Regions from separate parts of the Rattus norvegicus genome. Here regions 2 and 3 are each linked to region 1. A link is a contact called in public Hi-C data. All regions are on one chromosome and are shown on one strand. Each heading gives the region's core, a stretch centred on a gene start, on an enhancer-like site or on the middle of the called end of the contact. The rest is flanking DNA. Distances are from core to core; before and after follow the strand shown.

Evidence for each region. A called contact is a pair of places that touch in the nucleus more often than the background predicts.
Region 2: a contact with region 1 is called in a Hi-C map of Schwann cells, with 3 times the contacts expected there. The contact joins the promoter of Ehd3 here to the enhancer-like site in region 1. A contact is called at or near these places in 1 of 12 Hi-C or Micro-C datasets (Schwann cells) and 1 of 1 datasets of contacts at active chromatin or transcription factors (oligodendrocytes).
Region 3: a contact with region 1 is called in a Hi-C map of Schwann cells, with 13 times the contacts expected there. The contact joins two enhancer-like sites. A contact is called at or near these places in 9 of 12 Hi-C or Micro-C datasets (the A7r5 cell line, the Rat2 cell line, Schwann cells and 5 more).

The regions. Positions count from the first base shown.
Region 1 is chr6:27,926,439-27,929,908 of GRCr8, reverse strand. No RefSeq gene overlaps it. Among named protein-coding and RNA genes, the nearest start is that of Capn13, 100 kb to the right of the region's middle. Within about 2 kb of position 1,863, at least 7 of the 93 cell types and tissues checked have an H3K27ac peak or open chromatin away from gene starts, as enhancers often do. A contact at or near this core is called in Schwann cells, where this site is marked.
Region 2 is chr6:27,415,608-27,419,077 of GRCr8, reverse strand. It overlaps Ehd3 (EH-domain containing 3), which reads left to right and starts at 1,633. Exons shown (of 6, transcript NM_138890.3): 1 at 1,633-2,254. The coding sequence starts at 2,028.
Region 3 is chr6:28,391,404-28,394,873 of GRCr8, reverse strand. No RefSeq gene overlaps it. Among named protein-coding and RNA genes, the nearest start is that of Ypel5, 30 kb to the left of the region's middle. Within about 2 kb of position 1,748, at least 8 of the 93 cell types and tissues checked have an H3K27ac peak or open chromatin away from gene starts, as enhancers often do. A contact at or near this core is called in Schwann cells, where this site is marked.

The DNA.
Region 1 (3,470 bases), core at 614-3,113:
TGGAGACCCTGAAGAGATGGTAGACAGCCCTCCATAGATTTGTGGCCATCAGTCATGTAAGGGTAATGTCCTAAACCGCTTCACAGGTCATGTAGGCTCAAGACAGTTCTCCATTATAATGAGGTACCCAAGGGCTTGGAGGCTTAGCCAATGAAACTTTCCTGCCCAGACACTTCTCCCTGCATAAGGTATTTACTCTCTGGCCCATCCTGAGAAGTGGGGTACAGTTTTACTCATCCACTTTCCGCCATGACAATACATGCCTTAAAACCATGGATTGTCTCTTTTCATTGGGATCCACGATGGGGAGCTACAGAGAAGACCTTTGCCTACAGAACCGCTGTCTAATCTTCCGAAGAAGGCCAGTGGGTGGCAGGCCCCAGGCTAGATCCAGCCATGAGGGCCCCCACTCCATTCTTAGCTCTTCTGAGGCATCCCAGTGGGGCCTGGATGCCCAAGAGCTTGAGAACCAGACGCAGCTGGCCTCCTTGCAGGATGGGGAGTGGTGTCAAATTCCCTTGTCCTGCCTCCTAGAGCCCTGTGGTGGAGGGGATGTGGAACCCCAGTCTAAGCCTACAGCAGTTCTCAAGGGATGGAAACAGCAGTTATGGCTGCTCTGGGTTATACACAGAGTTTTTAGTAATCTGTTGCTGTGAAGAGACACCATGACCATGGCAACTCTTATAAAGGAAACACTGCATTGGAACTTGCTTACAGTTTCAGAGGGCTTGTCCCATTTTCATCATGACAAGGAGCACAGTGGCACACGGGAAGACATGGTGCTAGAGAAGTGCCTGATAGTTCTAAAGCCAGATCCCGAGGTAGCAAGAAGAGACACTGGTCCCGGCTTGAAACCTCAAAGTCCACTTTCAGTGACACACTTCCTCCAATAAGGCCACACCCACTCCAACAAGGCCACACCTCCTAATCCTTTCAAATAGTGCCACTCCCTGGTGACCAAGCATCCAAACCTAAGAGCCTGCAAGGGGGTCATTCTTATTCAAACCAGCACACCCAGCTAACTCTAGTTGTTTTCTATGACCTAGCATTGCTTTAAGCTCAGAGAAGACCTTGTTCTTCAAAGTTTTCCTTTCCTTATTTCAGAGAGGAAGAACTGAGATCCTTAACATCACACATGAGCATTCCCCTGAGAGCCATCAGAGCACAAAGGGGAAGAGAGCGGGGCTTCCTTAGCTGGCAGTGTGCCTGATTCAGGAATACCACACACAGGTCTGAGCCTTTGTCCTACCCTGCTTTCAAGGGTGCTTCAGCCTGACCAGCTGCCCTAGAAGCTCCAGCAGGGGCACATGTTTGTACATGTGGCTGGCTCAGGGATTTCCCCCAGGAATGCTTAGGATGAAGGGATTAGAGACTGAGTTGCAAATGCAGTGGGTAAAGGGCTCAGTAAAAGAGAGTTGGAGGGAATTTCTTACAATCCGTTTTGGCTTTTGGCAAAGAACACTTTGAGAATGGAAGACATTCTTTTGGGCGATTCAGGGGTTCATCTCTCCTAGTGTCCACACCAAGCATCACACAAGGTCAGTGCTTTGGATGATGGGACATTTCCAGGAGCCTGGTCTCTTGGCTGCTCCATTCTGTCCTTCTGTCTTATTCTCCTCATTGGTGAAGGACGATACTGCACTCACAGAGAAGACCAGTATGGTAGGGAAAATAGCCTAGCCAGCAGATTTGAAGATTGGACTTGCTTGGTTCCTGGTCCTCCCGGTCGGCGGCTGCTTCTATCAGAGACCCTTTTCATTCCTCATAAAGCCAAAGCCCTTGAGCTTCTGTTTGTGAGAAGTGCTCCCTATACCCGAGTGCAGTAAGAACCCAGCAAACAGCCTGTGGTTACTGTTACTCTGGCTCTGTCACAGAGTAACATCTGCATCCTGGGAAAGGAACAGCTTGCAAAGAAACGCTCTGGTTCCGTGGCCCGTGCTGCCATCTGGAGGTCGTGGTGAAGAAGATAAAAAGAACCGGAGATGAAGAAAATGAAAGGATATTGATCACACTACTAGACGTAGCATAATTGTCTTGGCACAGAACCGGCACTTGTGGTGATTCACCCCACCTAATGATTAGATTCAGAACCTCGCTAAATAAAGGGACATCGCCTCTGTCACTTGGTCTTTACGACCCAGCCAGATGGAGATTTATCCCCTCCTCTCCCTAGATGAAACACAACAAAATCCAGGAATGTTAAATACCACCCTAGGACCACATGGCCAGTAAAAGAGTTACAGTTGGAAACTAAGTCCATGCTTAGCTGTAGTGATAACTTTGGTTTCTTTTAAATGGCAGTTATGAGAATATGATTTTGTTTTAATCTCAGGTGTGGGATGTGGGGACGTCTCAGTTTGTCCACAGCAGATAACTACCATTGTCTCATGCTCTGGGGCAGAGGATGGGATAGTTGTAGTTAGTTTGATTATGGGGATTCTGGAGAGGGTATAGACGGGAGAGCGCTGAGGGACCCTGAGGCAGCTGCTGCTCACCCTGCTGCTGCACCTCCCTCACCCCCACCCCCGACCCCCACCTCCAGTCTCTGCTGCTGGCTCCTGCTGTTGCATATGCTGGGTTGCTGGATACCAGGTATTATGGTGATGAAGATTGGATTTCCCCCTAGAAACCTGATGCCCATAATAAGCAGGAAGTAGTGTAAAGAGGTCCATGCCCCCTTCCCCCTCTAACCTTCTTTCTCTCCTTCCTAGTGTTGGGGGCTTGGAAGGGATTAGGGTAGAACAAGGGTTGGAAGGGAGGCAGAGAGAGGTATAAGAACCCAATAATGTAGTTAAACAAGCGTGCCAACACTTGTCCCTCTATATTATGCCTTCTCTAGAGAATCTCTGGATCCCTCTACCACAGTGGTTCTCAACCCTACCCCTTCAAATGACCCTTTCGCGGGGGTCACCTAAGACCAGGGAAAATACAAATACTTATATCATGCTTCATAGTAGCAAAATTACAATTATGAGGTGGCATCAAAAGTAATTTTATGGCTGGGGGTTACCACAACATAACTATTAAAGGGTCACAGCGCTAGCAAGGGCAAGAACGGCTGCTCTACAGGCTCTGGGCTAAGGGAAGCATCTGGCAGGAAAGACAGGTGTGGCCAAAAAGGAAGACGCGAGCAAAACAAAGATCTGTAGTCCAGGAAGCATCACGCCTGTTCTGGCTTCGAGTTGCCCTCACAGCAAAGACAGGAGACAGATCGGCGGTGGACAGATACCACCGCTCTGCAGTCCCCAATGCAGTCCAAACGTGGGCCGAAGACTCACATTTACAGCCCCACAACATGACTGGTTCAAGAGTCAAGAGAGGGAAAAGCACAGCAGCTCTGGGGCAGGGGAAGATGGAGATGTCTATGTTTGCAGTTTTGCACAGTGTGCCTTTCCTTTTTCTTCCAGTGCACCGACATGTCATTAAAAACAAACAAACAAACAAACAAACAAACAAAAAACCATGTGTAT
Region 2 (3,470 bases), core at 384-2,883, 510 kb after region 1:
TGAAATTGCCTCCTGGCTTCACATTTGTTGGTCATGTAAAACGTGAGTCTGAATGGTTTCTCTGTACTGGCTTCGGTGCTCAGAAGAAGATAGTCCACTCTTGGGTTCAACAAGAGTGTTGGGAGACCTGAACTAAGGAAATTCTATTCAGCACCACCCTCAGTGGTCCCCCCAGAAATCCCACCGTGTCAGCAAGCCCCTCCTCTACCTACTAATCCTGCCCCCTTGCCAATTTCTTCAGTCACTGCACGAACTTTTGGAACTGTCTGGTTCCCAGCAGAAGAAAAATCTGAAACCTCCCTTGGCTTTGGGTCACCTCCCTTTCCTCCCTCACTGTTTATCAGACTATCAATCCTACCCAGAGTCTCCTGACTCTAATCTCCTCTGTTCTCCCACTGCTGCTGTTCCCTGACGTTCTGTACAGTTTCACAGCCTCTACTCCTCCAGATGATGCTTCCAGACTCCCCAGATTGATCTAGTCCATTAGCTCTTTATCTTGTTTGCGGAAGGGAGGGCAGTGGGAGCCCTCTGCCTTAGGAGAGAGGAATAGTTTGCCACCTCCCTGGTTAGAATAGTGCTAGGACTGTCATTGACTTTGTTCACTGTTGTTGTCCCACCCTTTGCCACACCTGGCTGATCTTCCCCAGAGGGGAGCTACAATTTTGCGATGAAATGGTGCTTCCTGAGATCTCAGCAGCCCCAGCAGCCCCAGCAGCCCCCGCGCTTGGTGAGCATTATGTTAATATAGCAATTATTGGTAATGATATTTTTATGGGTTTCTCATTTTTTGTTTGGCTCCTATCTTGGTGTGTGCATCCTTCTATGCCTTTTCATGATCTACCTTCTTGAACGCAGCTCTGCTAAACTCTTTGCACCGCTCTGAATTCTCTTTATGAATTTTACTTGGCCTCAAATGCCTTCCGGTCTTCTCTCAGCTCATGCTTGAAGAGACATCTCACAGCCTTGTGTTTCCTGTGACACTGTCAAATTGACCACGAAAAAACAAAAGATGGTTCCCTTTTCCATGTCTCCTGTCTGCTGTAATTCCACCCTGCTGCATCTCCTAAAAAGACTCAGCTTTGTATGCAGTTGTGTGCAAATTAAGTCGCTGCCCCCAAAACACTACCTGCCTGTGTGTGTGTTGCTGGTTTTACCTATTTCATTAGGCGCGTGGGGGGAGGGCGGTGAGAAAGAGGGAAAAACGGTTTATGTTTTTCACTTCACCTCAGGCCTAGTGAAAAGTTTAGTTACTGCTATTTTTGTTTATGTCACTTGTCAGGGGCACCTTGTTTCCATGCCCCAAGGAAAATACAGTAGAGTTTTCCCCCAATTGTCCCCAATACTAGTATCCCTGGGGAACTGACCTCAGCGACCAATGGAACTGAGTCTCAAAACCTTAGAGTAGGCCAAGGCTGTCTTAGTCGCCGCCCTTGAGAGGGCGCTGCTCCCAAGTCCAATCCCCAGGGCTGGGAAAGAAATGCCTGCGCTTTCCCACAGGACTCTGGCAACAGCGCTTTGCAGATAGAGTCCGCGCGGCCGCAGAGTGCCTGCCCACAGACATGGCGGCGCCCGGCTTGGCTTCGCGTCGCCCTGACCGTGGGGCTGGCCGGGCTTTGCCAGTTCTCAGGGACTTCCTGCACGTCTAGCATTTAAACGAGCGCCGGGGGCGGCGGGATGCTGCTGCGGATGCGGAGCTGTGTGCGCCTCCACCTACTCCCAGCAGCCTGGACACCGCAGCAGCGGGGCTCCAGAATCCTTTAGCCACCTAACTGGGGAGACCCAGAACTCATGCTTCGGCTTCCCGGCAGGTTCGTCTTTAATTTCCAAGGTTGCAGTTCTCCTGACACGATCCGCAGCATCCTCTTCCCCAACCCCGCTGTGGATGAAGCTGGGGCTGGACTGGATCCAGCAGCTGGGGCAGCCCCGGCCATGGTGTATCTGAGCCCCGAGCTCTGGTAAGGCAGCTGTGGCGGCGTGGTTCGAGCTAGGCGGGTGCCACTCCCGGGAGCCTTCTTCCAGCTGCCACAATGTTCAGCTGGCTGGGTAACGATGATCGCCGCAAGAAGGACCCTGAGGTCTTCCAGACCGTGAGCGAGGGGCTCAAGAAACTCTACAAGACCAAGCTGCTGCCTCTGGAAGAGTATTACCGCTTCCACGAGTTCCACTCGCCGGCCTTGGAGGATGCTGATTTCGACAACAAGCCCATGGTCCTGTTGGTGGGCCAATACTCTACTGGCAAGACCACCTTCATCAGGTGAGCCGCATCTGGGTGCTGAGCCTTCTGGGTTACGTGAAAAGTCTTCCATTAAGGGTTCTGAAGAAATCCCTGTGGGAGGCCTCAAAACTTGACCCTGCTGCCAAGTACCCCATTGAGTCCTACATGATGTCCTTAGCCCTGGTCATTTTGAAGCATTCAACTTAAGAATCCTCCCTGTTGTCTGGTTTACCTTTGCAGCTGAGTTAGTTGTTCTCATGGTCGCAGGCCTGGGAATGGGGGGTGAACTGGAGACCCTGGGGTCACTCGTTCTTTATCATTCTTCCTTCTCTCTGACAGCGCTTTTAGGTCTGTTCTGAGAGAAGAGAAGCAGGATACTTTTAATAGATTTTCTTCTTTGATCGTAATAGTTCAATAATCCTATTAAAGCTCACAGAAGTAGAGGAGATGCTGAGAGGCCTCATCCGGCCCTTGACTTTGCAGATGAGATAGAGTTGACAGGAGGGTAAGCGATGTTTTAGAGCCTCAGGGATGAATGCAGCCCTAGGTGTGTGTGTGAAAATGTTAGCTAAGTGCCTGTGACGTTATCCATTGAATGATAGAAATTGGGGGCTGCAAGCATTCAGAGAGAGTCAGAAATATCCGTGTCTCTGAAGAACAGGCCTCTCTCCATCTTCAGTGTATGCAATCTGTAAGGCCAGGCTGCCTTTTTCAAAGGTTGAGGGGTACACATATTCCAAGGGTTGGTTGCTTATGGCCCTATGCATTGAGAGTCACACTCTTACAGGTGCAGTACCCTCCCAGAATCAAGGCTACCTACATGCAGACGGTTTGAAACCAACGGTCCTCATATTTGTGGGTTGGCGTCGGTGGTGTACAAAGCCATGTGCTTTGCTTGGTAAGGACAGCAGCAGAGTTGACAGCCTGGTGACTCATTTCCAGTTTCTCATGTCTCCAGTGCTAAGCTTCTGGGAGTTGTGTGTGTACCATGCTAACCTGTCCTATCTGAACAGAGCTCCAAGTCATTTGTCTTTGTGGAGTGGACAGTCTTGGGTGGGTCAGCTTGACCCACAGCTTTGCAAGGCCAAATGGTTTCTGACGTGGGGACCTGGGGGTCGTGGCTTATCAACTTTAATATGTTTTAAACATGAGAGATAAATCTTTTTTTTTACTTTATTTTTAAAAACCTAAATTGCTTTTCTTAAAAAAAGAAAATAATGAGAACTGTAGAGCTCTCTTTAGGAAATTACACGTA
Region 3 (3,470 bases), core at 499-2,998, 470 kb before region 1:
ACTGAAGCCATGAAATCCAATGGAAGCGAGTAATCAGAGGTGTAGTCCGTGCACACATGACCTACTGTAGGCGATTTTGTTGAACTATGTTCTTGGCCTTTGACGTTACTAGACAGCGAGGCCCTGGGACTCCTGGCTCACTTTCCTATCTTTCTCCTCTGTGAGCACTTAGCTTACAGTGGCCTCCTGAAGAGTCAACAGCAGAACCCTTTACAGGTTGCAGAAAACAAAGGCCAGCTCCTATTTGATTTTCCGCAGGGAGGTAGGGTCTTCAGAAGCCTCCAAATGGTCCACCATCCCCTGAGCATAGAAAACAGCGGCCTGGTAACCTAATAACATTGTCTTCCTCTCAGAAGTGGAAGGAATTAGTCTCTGTGTCGATCAGAAGATGCTGCCTTCATTCATTTCTTTTCTCTCCCACTTGAAGATTTTTCTGCCATTGCCACACAGCTGATGTTACCTTGGGAGACAGAGGACTGGTAGAAAATCCACACCACCTGGGTCTACATCCCCAGTCGCCCTGTCCTTTCTTGGTCTGGCTATATAATCCTGCTGTGTCTTAGCCTCCCCACCTGTAAAATGGGGCTGATAGAACACACCTCTTCAGCTTGTTGTGTGATGAAAGGGGTTGGGACCTGTAGAATATTCAGAAGAGCACGTGACACACGGCCAGTACTAATTGCCGATGACTGTCTTTAGCTTCCATGCATGTCTTTTTTGTGGTCTCTCATAGAGTCTGGATTATCTTTAAGATGGACACATTTAAGCTAGTCTTCCCCTCTTCCACCTGCATAGAAGTGGCCACCTTTAGCTATGTAGCAGTGTCACAAGACATAAAGCAGGGCCAGTAATGTGTGAGGAACCTCAGGAACGGGTCTTCATTTGAGGAGGGCTGTTCTTGCAGATGCCAGTCCTGGTTTCCTTCACTCACAGAAATTTGACCATTTTCAGCACCTAAAAGGAGTCAGAATAGAACCACACGTGTGTCCAGGAAGGCACAAGTCCATCGCTGAGTGTAACAGAGATGTTTTCGCTATGTTGTCATAAGTGGGCTTTTTGGACATTTGTCCTTTGCTTTGCTGTCAACCTTTCCCCACCGTGTATACCTAAGGGGCCAACTCCTGCTGCTGACAACTCATAAGGAGCCCTTGAGTCTCAGGTTGGGGTGCAGTCGCCTCTAGGAGGCGTGGCTAGCTTGATGGCAAACAGCTTCTTCATTTTCCTTGGAGGGAAAACATTTAAGAGTGTACTTCCAAGGTTCAGTGCTCATCTAATAACAATAATAATTACCTTAATGTTCCTCAATAGGGGATTAGTTAAACAAATTAGGGTACATTCATAGTACACGATGCAGCCATTAAATTAAACGAGGTAGAACAATACTGTACTTCATTAATCCTCACTCCACTCAAAATCTCTACTATGTTGGGGGGGAGGCGTGGGTTTTACAGTGGGGGTGAGTACTGTCAAGGATCTGGGAACTCAAAAGTCAGCGTCCAATACTTCTTGTGCTAAAGTCATATGCCTGGATGTGAGCCAAAGTTGCATTTTAATCCTGGCTTGAAAGAGGAGAGAGATGACCCAGCATGCACCAGTTTCCTGGAACACCATTGGAAAGCTGAGGGGACATTGCAGAGACAAAGGCTACAAGTAGAATTATAATTTCTGTGGCACAGTATGATTAAGAACTTGGTGTTCTAGGTGGAGAGCAAGTATGAGTCACTCGACTGAGGAAGCCTCTAAGATTCCTTGTGAACTCTGTGTCAGCTGGTCAGCATGGTTCAAAACCATTACCAGCTGCCAGCTGGTGGACTTGGCTGTCACTGTGGTACTGAACATCTGGGAAGCCTGAGGAGACGGAGGAAGGATTAACAGGGGTGCCGAACTGTGGAACAGACAGAGCTTGAGAAGGGCAAGGTCATGTGCCATGGAAGTGGCACAAGGTTAGCTGGCACCAGAAGAGGCATGACATCATCGGAGGGAACATTTTCAAAGTCCCACCCAAGAGGAAGTTAGCAGTCTCTGGGCTGAGGGAGAAGCTGAGAAGTCATTATGGAATAGGTCACACTTAACACAGATCTGAGTAGATGGCATGGGGACTGATGGGTTGGATTTATAACCTCACGACAGGGACCCAAGAACAAGACTGGGATGGCTCTGCCTGTCCTCACCAAGCTTATGCAGTGACGAAGGCATCTTGGTTTCTTTCTGCAAAATAATACACACTGGGTAGCTTACAGACAACAGGACCCACTCCTCACAGTTCCAGAGGCCAGGAGGTGTAAGACTAGGAGATGATGTGACTGGGTTCTGCTAAGGGCTTTCCTCTGGGTTGTAGATGACTGTCTTCTTTCTGCATCCACGAGCGGTAGAAGAGTAAAGGGAGTTGGTCTCCTTGGTCCTCCAATCAGTCCTGTTAATGGGGATCAAGTCACCTCCAGACAGCTGTCACCTTGAGTGTTGGGATCCCAGCATGTGAGCAAGAAAGGCACTGACACCCCGACTATGACAAATAGTGAGTTGCCTGGCTTGCTACCCTCACTGCTGCACTGAGCTATGGCTTCTTGGGAAGGACAGTGAACCGAGGAAGGAAGAATCGATTTTACCTAGCAGTATGTAGGACTAGCAAATGAAGCTCTGTCGTGACACGTTCAGATGGGCCTCAAGTTGGAGCCAAGACAAACATGGCTGCCCAGTGAGAGGCAGACCCCAATATTCAACACCTAGGTAGGAATAGACAAGTGGGCTCAGGTTCATTGAACGTGAGTCTCGATTTGCTTTCTCTCTAGCAGAGTACCCAAGAAAGAGAATTACAATCTTGACATTTCACTTTCTTGTACCTGAGCACATGTGTGTGGGACAACTTTAAATTGAGGGGATTACAAATACCTCACAACAAATGAACGCAATACTTTCCAGCACAGAACAATAATGCTTTACGGTGTCCATGGCTCAGAAATTCAGAGCATGGCACAGACAGGAAGTCTTGTTCCCATTTTACAAGCATCTCTAGATCTTAGAAGGCTGGCAGCTGGAATCTCCAAGAGTAGATCCTTCTCAACCATCCTAATGCTGTGACCCTTTCACACGGTTCCTCTGTCGTGGTGACCTCCAACCATAAAGTTATTTTTGTTACTACTTCATAACTGTAACTTTGCCACCATTATGAATTGTAATGTAGATATCTATGCTTTCTGATGGTCTTTGGTATCTCTTGTGAAAGTGTCCTTCAACACCACACACACACACACACACACACACACACACACACACACATACACATATGCACAAAGACGATACAACCTACAGGTTAAGAACCACTGATCTACAGGCTGATCCAACCTTAAATCTATAAGGATGCTGGCCACAGCTGAAGTGACAGACACCAACATTCCACTTACTGTGAGGCTGAGTTCTAAGGTCAAGGGTCTTAGGAAAGAAAGCCAGGCTGACTCCTTTCTATGACTGTG